Linked DNA regions of Anas platyrhynchos: region 2 is linked to region 1. A link is a contact called in public Hi-C data. All regions are on one chromosome and are shown on one strand. Each heading gives the region's core, a stretch centred on a gene start, on an enhancer-like site or on the middle of the called end of the contact. The rest is flanking DNA. Distances are from core to core; before and after follow the strand shown. Region 1 has its middle 4.2 kb from the start of TP53INP2. Region 2 holds the start of GGT7 (gamma-glutamyltransferase 7).

Region 1 (6,223 bases), core at 3,588-6,087:
ACATGGGGCTCCCTTCATCCCCGTGAGCGTTGCCCCAGTCATTTCCCTGGCTGATGACAGGGTCACACAGGCAACTGCTGAGCACTGTGAAGAAACATTTCATAACCGTGCCCCCTGGCCTGGGGTTATAGGTCAAAAGTAAGCCTGACACCTGGCAGCTCCGATATGCCCGTGGATCAGTTTGAGTCACATGGCTTGCTGGCTTTTTGTGAGTTGCATGCTCATCATTTTGGGGCTGGGAGGAATTCTTAATGAAGCCATGCACAGAGACAATGCTTAAAACACACAGTTTGTGCAACAGAACAGAGAAAAGGAAAAAAAGGAAAAGGAAAAGGAAAAGGAAAAGGAACTGAGCTGAAGTTGCTCTTCCTCCCTTTCCAGAAGGAGCCCCCAGCCACAGGTCACCCCTGGGCTGCAAGCATGACCCATGGGTGTGCCCAGGAAGCATGGCCCCCATCCATCCCTCCTGCCACTTGGGGTCTGGCTAAAGGAAAAGCTTCTGCTTTGACCACTGATCCATTCCCTGTCCCCCTCTGAAATGGTCTAGGAGGTGCCACTGTCACCCACACCTCAGGCGTCAGGGTGTCTTCTGCTTCAGCTCCTCATTGTTTTCATGCTGAGATGGGGTTTCTTGGAAGACCTTGGGAAAAGCTGTTTTTCTGTCTCCTGGATCAAGGAAAGACAGAACACACTGCTTTACAACATTAAGAGTCCTCCTTGTTTTCTTCACTTTTGCTCTGGCCCTTCAAGCCGCAGCCCCAGAACAGGAGGTGTGCTGGCTGTGAGTGGGAGCTCTGCCTCTGCTCACTCTTATTTCAAGACTGGGGATGAATCCTTCCCTGGGGACACCTCAAGCTGTTCCTGGGGCTGGACACAAGACCCCAGCCTGAGCAAGGGGCTGAGGGGTGGAGGGGACAGATGCCACAGCCATGGGACAGCCCTGCAGCCCCAAGAAGCCTACCTATTTCACTTATATGCCTACGGCCCATGAGGTACCTGAGGATGTGGGAAAGCTCTGCCCTGGGTGCAGCAGCAGGCAGGCAGGCTTCAGACTGCACATTTGTCCCCAGGGAGCTGCCTGTCACCTGGGATGGGAATGGTCCAGGGTGTTCAGAGCTGCAGCCCAGGGCCTGGGGTTGCTGCAGGCTCTGAGAATGGGTTTCCAGTAGTGAAGCAGTTTGCCTACAGCAAATAACTGTGAGAGTGCTCAGAAAATGCGCAACATCAGCTGGTGAACTCAGCTGAAATAAGTCTGGGTGTTATATTTACACTTCTCTGGGAAAGAAAAAAATAAAAATAAAAAATAAAAAAAGACTTGCTCTGTATTTGGAGTTTGGGTCAATTGTCCCCATATTCATTTGTGTGAGAGGTCATCAGCTTTCTGCCAGGCAGTGACAAAACATCTTTTGAAACAAGGATTGCAAAAGATTTGGGCCCTGGGAGGTTGCCCAGAGAGGCAGGTGCTCTGGGGCAGCCAAGGGGGGATGTGCTGGCCACCTTCTGCACCCGCATGACCCATGGTGGGGTTTCTCTCCCAGCCAGGGAGGTTGCAGAGAGCCCCAAACACCCCCTGCCAGGACGTCCCCGCGAGCATCCCCGCCTGACCCTGGCCGGGAGTTCTCTGACTCAGTGCCTGTTTGATTGACGTCTTGTTTTCTACTGGCTTCTTGCTTGGCTTTGGGACAGGAGGAAACGGGAGCTGTCACGATGAGCCCAGCAATTCTCCTCGAGGCAGTTTTGGGGTGTGTGCCTCAGCCAGGGGCGCTGCCTGCACGGATGAGGTGTCCGATGGCTGCACTGGCGCTCGTCCAGGGAAGGTGGGTTGGTAACAGCAGCAGCCCGGAGGGGAAGCGAGCAATATTTTCCCTCCAGCCTTGGTAAAATCATTTTGGGTGGTAGGAAAGTAGCTGGGAAATTTTGCCTTCCCAGGTCCTTGCTCCTGGGGAGGACTGGGAGGACAAGGCTGAGGGGGAACTCTCAGGCCCAGCTCCGTGTCACAAAGTAGCATCAGAAGTGACGAGGGACAGAGCCACCTGCAAACAGAGCCGTGCTGCTGACATCTCCCAGCCTGGAAGGTGACACTGCAGCTGCAGGCTGCTGTCCCTGTGGGAAAGGGAGCCATGCCCCCAGTGCCCACAGCCTGAGTGCAGGAGGTGCCCATCCCTTCCTAAGGAGCCACCTGGTGAAGTGCAGCAGCTCCAGGACGTGCTGTACTCGGGGACAGGAGCCCCGCATCCTGCCCTCCTGGGTGCCAGGCCCCTGCCCACCCTGCTGGGCCTCGTTAATGTCAGGGCCAAATCCTGCCAAGCTGACCCTGGGCAGGGTCCCAGCCTGGCCGTGCTGTGCTGCAGCCACTGGGCAAGGGTAGGTCAGGCCAGGATTTCATGGGGCTGCCTCTGCACCTCCAGCTTGGGTCAATCCAGCAACCTGCAACAGTCAGCTGTTGCAGAACAGCGTTTCTGTCTCTTTTGACTCTAGCCACATATTCGTCTTGTGCACAATGAGGTTTTGGATGCTGGGCAAGCTGGAGAACGGCGCTGAGCTGAGAGCTGGACCCAGCCAGGCAGGAGAAGCTTGGTCCTAACAAGGCAGGAGTGAAGAACGGGGCTGAGCCAAACAAAAAGCAAAGCCCCGGCCGTCTGGCCAGGCTGCCCTGCTGGAATTTCAGCATGGATTTGCTCGTGGCTTGCCTGTCCGAGCTGGAGCCCTGGGGCTGTGACCGAGAGGCACTCACACTGAGGAGAGGGTGCCTCTGGGCCAGGACGCGCAGCAGCAGTGTCCGTGGAGGACGCCTCTTGGCAGCAGCACCCGCATGCTTGTGGCGGGCACCGAGAGCTTGCTGGCCCATCCGTCAGCTCAGCCTGCTCACTGGTGTGCACCAGTTTATTTTAAATCACTCGCTGTCCCAGGAGGCAGGAGCTACCGACACTCGAATTCAAGCCAGGACAGTTAAGAGCAAATAAAATGAAGCCTCAGTCTTCCATTCCTAGGGCTGGGAGAATTAAAGGTGAGGAAATCGCTCTTCTGTGCGTGCCCAGCCTTGCCTGCTCGGCGAGGGCTGAGCGTGGGCTGAGCGGTATGTCCCGCAGCAGCAGTTCGCTTTGCTGCTGTGATCCAGGCTTGCCCCTTCCCTTTGGCCCCCCACCCCTCAGCACAGAGCCACACCGTGCCTTCCCCCAGCTGCTGGCCACAGGGGACACTGCTCTGGCCACCGCCGTGGCACCATGGTGCCGTGGTGCCATGGCCCAGCTCTGGCATGGACACAAAGCTGTTCCTTTGGGCATTCTGGATCACCTGCTCCTCTTCCTCAGTGGTGACTTTCCTGCACTCTACAGGGCTGGTGCTGCAGCAGGTCCCTGGGACAGGGGATGTTTATCCAGCACTCAGATCAACCCTGATCTTTAAATAACAAACTGGGAGGATCTGTTCCAGGCAGTGCCCAGGCTCCTCAGCTGTGCTGATGTCTGTCCTTGCAGTGACTTCACCTTCACTATTTCCGTACCATCTTCAGCCTGCAACACTCAGGGCAGCTGCTGTCTGTGGGCAACAAGTGAAGGACGGAGCAGACATGGGGCAATTTTTCCATGTGCTGCCCATGAGCAGGTCAGTGAGGTTCTCTTTGTGCAGAGTGCTTTGGTCTGGGGACCCTGTTTAGCAGCTTTTTATGTGCTTCTTGATCAAGATTGTGCAGCCAGGTGTGAAAAGTGGGGGACGGACCTGGGGAGCTGATGGTGAGCCTGGAGCAAGCTCCCCTTGTGGGGACTTTCCTCCTCGATGAGCTCCTGTGGCTGCAGTAAAGGCCTTATGCTAGCACTGAGCAAAGTCTTTGGAGCCTAACAGCACAGCTACCCACAGAGACAGAGGGACACCAGGACAGGAGATCTCCTCTGCCTGCTGCTCACAGAGAAATGTGTCTGTGCCCCCGGTGCCACCCAGGGCTTAAAGCCAAGAGAGCTCCCAGTACGGGAGGGCAGCTATAGATGCCCCATCCTCCCCACACCCACCTCAGCAGCTCAACCATGGTGAGAAAGTCGGGGCCACATCCCAGATGGGGCTGGCACCCGCAGAGCAGCACGGCCATATACTGCAGTGCCAGGGGGTGCAGCCGCCTGCGGCACGGCCACTCTGCTCCATCCTCTGTGCTCCCAGGGCCAGTTGTGCTTCCAGGGTTGTCCCCAAGGCCATGTGAAGGCACTGGGGGAGTAGCACCACGGGTCACGGTCACACCAGGGCCTCCATGGAAAAATGTCCCATCCCAGCACGGTGCAGCTTGTGCCTGACAAGAGCTGACAGTCGCAGGGCTGCGACACCCACAGGTCACAGAGGGGTTGGGAGAAATGAAGGACACTCAGCAGGAGGGCTGAGTCCCAGTCTCGTCTCTCACCTTTGTCCTGTCTGGGGACAGCGCTGGCCTTTCCTGGGTGCCTGGGTGCTGCCAGCCCTGGGCCAGCCCTGCCAGGCACAGCTTGTGTTACCGCAGGGATGGGGAGGGAATTGACACCATGGAGCTTGCTGGCAGAGGAGCAAAAGCCTTGGCGGCCTCCCAGGCCTTTCAAAAACCCTCCCCCAGATGAGTGAGGCCAGGCAGAACCTCAGCACCTCTCTGCGGGGAGCTGGGAGGGGAGGCAGGGTCACAGTGACATTGGTGATGGGGCTCCAGACTGGAGGGTACCAGAGGACAGGGGCGAGTCTTTGCTGTCTGGGCACCATCCCAAAACCTTTCACACACACAGGAGTTTTTAAACAAATACATGCAGCCCCTGATCGTGGTGTGGGTCGCTGACTGTCGCAGTCCATTCACATCCTGGCTGCAGATCAAGCACAAGGCATGGCTGAAGCACATGAACAGTGTTTGCTTGGCCTGGATCTGCCTGGGTTCATCATCCCAGGGCTCAGTGCTGGGCTGAACCCGCAGTGCTCATGCCTGGGACATGTCCATGTCTCTGCTTGCAGCAGCACTGCACCATCCCCCAGCGACGCTGGGCGCCTGCTCCCCACAGCCTTGCATGCCGCAGATGCTGTTGGAGACCTCAGAGAGGTCTGGCTTGGCAGCGAGCTTTAATGGCCCCAAGAGGGTGACCCAGCATCTGTGCCTGTCAGTTTGCACCTGGGGCTGTGATCTGCCCCAGCACAGAGCTTTCCGAGGCGCTGACCTTAAAAAGCGTACATCATGGGCTGCTTGGAAGGGTTCTGCTCCCAGGCTTTTCCACTGGGCCTTGGCAGACACCCCTGCCCTGCCAGCTGAGAGCTCCCACCCAGTGTGGCTGTCACCCAGCCCAGCCCCAGCAGCTTTCAAAGGCTGCCCCCACAGGGACCAAGCCCCAGTGTGGCCCTCAGAGCCCTCTCCATGATGAATGTGGAGGAAAAGCTTCATTCCAAACCCACCCAAGCAGCAGATGTACTGCTACCCCACACCCTGAAGCCCAGGTTTCTGCTGCTCCTACTGAAAGTCTCCTTGGAAGGAAGGAAAGCAGTAAAGGCCTTTCATGGCATTTTTGGAAGAAAGGTTTTTGCTTCACCTTTAGCAAAGATAATTGATTTATCTTGGTTGCACTGGTATTAAATGAAATAAGCATACAAAGCCATGCCACAATGCATTTTAAGCAACTGTGGTGAAGACAGCACTTCAGTCTGCTGGATGGGGCACTGCTGCACAGCTGCCTCCTGTGCACCAGACCCCAGCCCCACCAACAGCTCTGGGGACAGTGGAGCCAGGCAGGCTTTGAATTTCTGCTGAAAAACCCTAGGAAGAAAAGGGGGCTTAAAACATTCTTCTCTCTCTCTCTCTCTCTATTTTATTTATTTATTTTTTTTTGAATACTAATAAAAGGACCCAAAAACCCATTTGCCTTCTCTTCAACCCCCTTCCAAACATTTGGGTATTGGACAATGCTGAAAACTTGGAACCTGTGATGCATCAGAGCACGAGAGCGAGCAAGGGCCATAAGTCAGCACACAGCCCAAAAATAGCACAAGAGGGTTATCTGAAAAATGCACTAAATATAGACAAAACCAGTCCAGGCCCCCAGCTGCAGTGCGGGCAGCCTGGCATGCAGCTGAGCACCCCTCGCAGACAGACGTGCCCCGAGGGGGCCTGGTTGCCCCAGCTCAGCACGGAGCAAGCTGGCAGGTCACCACCCGCAGGGCCCGCAGGCAGGGCTCCTCTCCAGGGCAGGGCGTTCAGCTCCATTCACAGCACCGACTGGGAAACCCTGCAGTTTTC
Region 2 (6,527 bases), core at 664-3,163, 95 kb before region 1:
TATCAGTTTGGCTCTCAGCAAAAAGCTGTGGGTCCCTGGCAGGAAGGAGCACGAGGAAGGTATTCCCTGACTTGATTGTGAGGCAAGGATCTTGTGTGGAATTGGCAGAGAAGTTTTTGGTGGTCTTTCTAGAGCTGTCTGACCCTAGCTGTAACAGCTGCTGTCAGTGTGGTGTAGCTCTGCAGCAGTTACGGCTGAGTACACAGCATGGGGTATGTTTGTTATCTGTAGTTTTGGTCCAGCAAAGGAATTTTACGGACATCACTTTGTTTAATGGAGCTTGGGATGTCCTTAAATCAAACAGTGTCTCTTGAGGATGGAGCACACCGATGAGGTTTCAGAGTCTCTGTCTGCTCCACGGAGGTGTCATCTGCATCTTCCCAGATTGATTTCCAAGCTTCCAAAGGCTGTGCTTGCAGCTTGCTGGGATTCAGCCATATGCAGGTGACAGAAATTATTTGGTGTGGTTCACCAGCAAACATAAGACTAGTAGGGGCTAGAGTTGGGTTGGTCTGGGCCAAGCAGGGTCAAGAAAACCCAAGAAGCGTGAAGTAGAGCTGTGTCTTCAAGCACTGTTAAATCATGTCTCAGACCAGACAACTGGTGATGACACTGAGAACTTCTGGGACAGCGGGGTTACTAACACGGTGAAGGGCCTAGAGGGGAAGGCGTACGAGGAGCAGCTGAGGTCACTTGGCCTGTTCAACCTGGAAAAGAGGAGGCTGAGGGGAGACTTCATCACAGTCTGCAGATTCCTCATGAGGGGGAGTGGAGGGGCAGGCACTGATCTCTTCTCTTCAGTGACCAGTGATAGGACCTGAGGGAATGGAGTCAAGCTGCAACAGGGGAGGTTCAGGCTGGATATCAGGAAAAAGCTCTTCACTGAGAGGGTGGTCACACACTGGAACAGGATCCCCAGGGATGCAGTCATGACACCAAGCCTGTTGGGAGTTTAAGAAGCATTTAGACTATGCTCTTGGTCATATGGTCTGCGTTTTTGGGTAGACCTGTGTGGTGCCAGGAGTTGGACTTGATGATCCCTGTGGGTCCCTTCCAACTTGGGATATTCTATGATTCTACTTCCTAGGGTGTTGAATTTCAAGATGTCTGTTAATACTTTATCAGGCCAGTGAGCGTAGGAGGATGCAGTATGCACGAAGTTCCCAGCCTTGGAGGAGATGCTGTGGTGGGGAAGGGACCCCCTCCAACTCCTGGGGATGGGAAGACTGGAGAGATCTGTGAAAACAAAGCAGGCTGAGAGGGGCTTCCAAAAGCCAAACAATCCTCCCGTGAGCCTTTATCTGGTTGTGCCCATCATCCCCTCTGCATGAGCAAAACCCCTGCCCCAGCAATGGTTAGGTGTGCATCTGTCTGCATGAGGGAGCGTTGAGCAAGCCAGGAGAGATCCTCGTGTGCTTGAGCCTGAGAAGGGCAGGGGGCATTAGCTAGCTCCTTGGAGGCAAATGGGGCACGTACCCCGGGGGACTTCCCAGGGCCAACAGCCCGTCATCACGCAACGTGTTCTGCTTACAAAAGCAGCAGCTGTCCAGGATTAACCAGGGCAAAGGCTGAATTCTGCAGATTCAGCAGCCAAGCACCACGCATCAAGCTGAGACAGCCCCGCGTCGGCATGGGGGCACAGGGAACTCATTAGCACAGTGCTTTGGTCAGCCCAGAGCGAAGCGACCTCTTCCACCTCCAATGGAAGACTTATTTATTTATTTATGTATTATTTATGGTCAATTTATCGCTGTTTTTTAGGTCAGCCCCTGAAGCAGCACACCCCCTCTCTGAGCTCTGGCCCGGCCTCGCTCCCTCGCCGGGGGGCGCACGGAGGCCGCTCCGGGCCCTTCCCGGGTCTCGTCAGGCGGGGCCCGGGGGCTGGGGGCGCTGCGGAGCCGCCTCTGAGCGGAGCCCGGCGGGGCCCGGCCCTTTCCGGCAGCGCGGAGCCGGGCGGGATGGCGGCACCGGGGGGCGCGGCGGGGCCCGCGGTTGAAGCGGAGTCGGCGGCGGCGGGGGGGGGCCGGCAGCGCGCCCTGGGCGCCTACTCCCCCGTGGACTACATGAGCATCACCAGCTTCCCTCGCCTGCCCGAGGAGGAGGCGGGCGGAGCGGCCGAGGGCGGCCTCCGAGCCCGGAAGGAGGAGGACGCGTTCCTGGGCGAGCAGGACACGGGTGAGGGGCGGCGGCCCGGCCCCGCATGCTCCCGGCCCCCGCGGCGCCCCCCAACCCCGCGCCGTGCCAGGGCCGCCAGGTCAACCCGGCACCCACCCACCTCCCCCCCCGCCCGCTCCCTCGCGGCCTCCCCGGGCTCGCTGCCGTCTCCCCCCGCGTTCCCCTCCGAGCTGCGGGCGGCACGGCCGAGCCACGGCGACCCCAGGGCCCTGGGGGCTGCCGCACGTTGCCGCCTCGCTGCCCGGGCAGAGCGGATCGGCGTGGGGGATGCCATCAAACCACGGCTCCGTCTCATTCATTTCACAGCTCGCATCCACATTTCAGCCTTTCCCACTGCAAACAGCTGGTGTTGCTCGTCCTGTCTGCCTCGGCCATGTGCTCCAGGGGGGCTGAGTGGTACCTTCCTGGCCTTGGTGCTGTACACAGCACGCAGGAGCTTGCTGGGCTCCCACCTCCTTATTTTTCCCAGTCCTTGCAGAGCCCCTCATTGCTCTTGCTGGGCCATGCCTGGAGTAGCAGGCACTGGGACTGCCCTGGAAGTTGGTGTTAGCAGCAGATACAAGGACTTGGGCAAAGAGCTAGCACTCCTTCCTGCCAGATGCATGATTTTAATAAAGCCAGGTGTACCTTTCATCCTTGAGAAAACATTTTTGCCTGTTTTTATTTTATTGCTTTCTTGTAAATAGTCCAGAGTATTTTTTTTTCTGCTCCATGTCATGTTTCCACAAGCAACATAGGCCTTCGCTGCCTAAGATTCCCCGGTAACTCTACCACAAGCCCTGAGCTCTTCCCTGTGTAGCACCACTGACTGCAGTTCACTGCCCCTGGTTTCGTTAGTCCCAGGGCCTGCTCCTGCTCTGACCCATTTGCTGAGGGAGCAGGATTTGGGGTCTGAGGAGTGACAATAATTGGTCACAAATTGCTCCGCAGCCAAGTGCATGCAGCTCCTGGACTGCTCGATAACCTGCAGGTGGATGTCAGCGCCACTCGTACCGTGTCCTAGGCCTCATCTCACTGTGTCCAAGTGGTTTTCATTGTCCTCATCCCATTCCTCCCAGTACTCCCCTGTGACTGGACCCTGCAAGGTGAAGTTGCCGTGGGCAGTATGGCAGGAGTAGCACGAGATCTCTTGTTTTGTGTGTGGGGCACAAGCAGAGGTTTTTGTGGTTTGGGCTCTGCAGGGGTCCTGCCAGGTGCAAGTCTCCACTCCGAGCACTTGGTGTCCCCAGGTGCCACCTGGAAGAACTGCATTTCCTGTGCTGCCACGTGGAGCCTCGCACTCATCTGACATCGTGTGTGTGTTGCAAAAGCCATCCATGCTTCTTCATGCCACATCATCTGCCAAACCCATAGGGGAGGTAATCCAGACCTTTGGTTTCTGCCACACAGATGGTCTCACTAACAGGGGTGTACACTGTTGTGCTGTTGGTGATGGGGAGAACCACCCCAAAGGACTGCAGAGTGCCACGTTGCAGCGCCCACTGGGGCATGCAAACAGCTCTGGCTTCTGCTGGCCCCACCGCAGCATGTCCTGAGCCAAGGTGGTCCTGTGTCCCCACAGCGCCGGTTCCCACAAGAAAACAGGCCTCCTCCACAGCTCCTGTGGAAGCCAAGTAGGGTTTGGTGGCTTCTCTTGCAAGGAAGAAGGGGGAACACTGGGTGCTGGGACAGGCACCTGCACATTAACTGCACAGGATGCTTCTTGCCCTCTGTGCTCCAGACCAGCCCCTTCCTGCCAAATCATGGCCACGCTGTCCACGTGTGTGGTGGTTTTACCTTGCTAGGCAGCTGAGCTCCACCACAACCATTCTCTCACCCCCTCAGAAGAGGAGGGGAAGAAGAAAAGGAAAGAAACAAACAACTCACGGTCTGAAATAAGGATAATTTTATTAAATGAAAAATAATTATTAAGGGAAAAATATTATTAATGAAACAATTTAACTAAAGGTAAAAGGGAAAGGGAAAAAAACAAACAAACAAAAAAAAACACGAGCAAAGGCTGTGTGGAAGTGCAGAGGAAAGAAATTCCTCTCTGCTTCCCACCAATGAGCGATGCTTGACCACGTCCTTGCATCAGGGCCTCAATGCATGTAGCCGGTGTTTGGGGTACTTTGCCCTCAGCTGGGTCCCTCTGCCCACACACTGCAGCTCCACGTGCTCAGACCAGAGGTGACAATTCTGTGGCCTTCCCAGCTCTGCTCCTGGGTCCCTGTGGTATGAAGGGGATTAATCTCACTCCAAGGGGATTCTCTGGCTGTGGGGTCGCAGCGCTACTGAAATTAGAGCTGCCACCCCCCTGCCTGGTCCCAGGGACCTGCCTGGGGCTGAGCATGGCCCTGTGGTACTGTCACAGGACAGGGTGGCAGCCCCCAGGGAGGTGCTTCTGACAGAGGAGGCAGAGGTGCAACGGGGCTGTGGGGCTTTCTGCTTGCTTGTCACCACATCCAGAAATGTCCCCAGAACAGAACGGCCCCAGGACAGGCACACAACCCTGCCACCACCATCACCACCCCTTGGATGTCTGCTGAGCGAGTGACGAGCTGGGCTGTAGGGACCCCTCAGCCTTCATCTCCCCAGCCAAAGTTCCAGGTTTGTGCCCCAAACTCCTGCTGGGCCCCAGCAGCTCACGGTCCCCCAGTCCAGGCCAGCCCCGCTGCAGACTGGTGGGGAGCAGTCCTGAGCACCTCGCCCTTGCTGCTGAGTGCTCCTCTTCCTGCCCTGCTTGTTTTTGGGGAGCCCCAGGACCTCCTGGCTGCCCTGAGCCGATCGGGGCCGGGTGGTGACCATCAGGGACAGCCCACTCGGTGCTGTCTGGGTATGCTCAGCAGGCCTCCTCCCTACCTCAAAGGCAGCAGCTGATCTGGGCAGAGTCAAGGTATGTTTTGGATCTTTTTGGTCACCCTGAGACTTGCTTTCTGCCTGGCCAAACTCTCTCCCATTGCATTCACCACCTGGGCATTCAGCACGCAGCTGGATCTCGTAGGGGATCTCGTCAGCCAGAGGAAGGAATTCAAGCAAAGCCTGTCCTGCAGCCAGGCCTGGAGGACCCGCTGAGGTCCAATTTGCAGGTTTGCTCTTCTCTGCCCCCACTTCGTCATGCTTCAGTGGATGTTTCCTGTGCCTGGGCCTCTATTTTGCTCAGATGCTCAAGCATAGCTCCAAATAAGGCTGCTACTCTTTCAAATCTGAATTTCCTCTTCTTCAGTCTTGATGCATTTCTGAGACCTGTTTGCAAGTCAGCCATCCAAATGGGTCCGTCCCTGGAAGCTTGTTAACAGACTAAAATGGAGAAAAATTCCATCTTTTTTTTTTTTTTCCCCTCTTAATCTCCATGGAAGTCATCTTGGAATAGGTAGAGCTAAAGGAAGGAAACAATAAAAGAGCCCAGAGCAGCATCTGAGCCAGAAAGTCTATTGAGAGCTGGTATCAATAGGGAAGGTAATAGCCTTGCTGGACACAGCTCCATGTAATGTTAGTGCTGGGTAAACACTGCAACAGGAGCCCTGTGTTGCTCAATACCTAACCCTTGTTTTCTCCCTGCTGCTCACAAAGACCCAGACTCCTTCCTGAAGTCTGCACGTCTCCAGCGCCTGCCCTCGTCCTCCTCGGAAATGGGCAGCCAGGACGTGTCCCCTCTGCGGGAGACCAGCAAGGACCCGTTCTCCGGAGACTGCAGCTGCCGGCAGGACGGGCTGACTGTCATCATCACTGCCTGCCTCACCTTCGCCACAGGGGTCACGGTGGCCTTGATCATGCAGATCTATTTCGGGGACCCTCAGGTAAGATGAAACTGGCTTTAGAGCATGCTGCGGGCTTTGGCTCTGAAAACAGAAGAGGTTCCCTCATCTGCCTCCTTGCCAGTGGTTTAGCCCTGGTAGGTGTCAGTGAGACCCTGGGTGCTGAGTCCCTCTCTCAGCAATTGTCCTAAATTCATAGAATAATAGAATATCCCGAGTTGTCTGAAAGCTTTATTGCGTTGCTTTTTTAGGAGCTGGGGGCAATTGGTGGTGTCAGACTGAGGTCTGAGCTCCTGCACCGTGCTGGGGCAGCTGTGCCCAGCAGGTCTGGGGATGATGTGGGGGCATCAGGCAGCCCCACTGGTGTCTCTCCAGCCATAGTCAGAGCCAGCTGTGAATGCTTTTCAAGAGCTGCTCTTGGAACAGCAGGAGGTAATGTCTGTGCATCTCCACTTGCAGAGTTTTAGGGATCCGTATGTCAGGGCCCATCTCTGGAAGGATCTGTGCAGGGGAATTGCTGAAATCAGAGCTGACCCCTCTGCAAAACCCTCCCATGGAGCAGTGCTCCTCTGCAGAGCAAAGGCAGCGTGGTTGTAGGGTCATGCCACCCTCAGG

What was found. A called contact is a pair of places that touch in the nucleus more often than the background predicts.
Region 2: a contact with region 1 is called in a Hi-C map of skeletal muscle, with 1.8 times the contacts expected there. The contact joins the promoter of GGT7 here to the enhancer-like site in region 1. A contact is called at or near these places in 2 of 8 Hi-C or Micro-C datasets (skeletal muscle and subcutaneous adipose tissue).

The regions. Positions count from the first base shown.
Region 1 is chr21:9,660,710-9,666,932 of IASCAAS_PekinDuck_T2T, reverse strand. No RefSeq gene overlaps it. Among named protein-coding and RNA genes, the nearest start is that of TP53INP2, 4.2 kb to the left of the region's middle. Within about 2 kb of position 4,837, at least 5 of the 8 cell types and tissues checked have an H3K27ac peak or open chromatin away from gene starts, as enhancers often do.
Region 2 is chr21:9,752,001-9,758,527 of IASCAAS_PekinDuck_T2T, reverse strand. It overlaps GGT7 (gamma-glutamyltransferase 7), which reads left to right and starts at 1,913. Exons shown (of 15, transcript XM_027473195.3): 1 at 1,913-2,175; 2 at 5,728-5,954. The coding sequence starts at 1,959.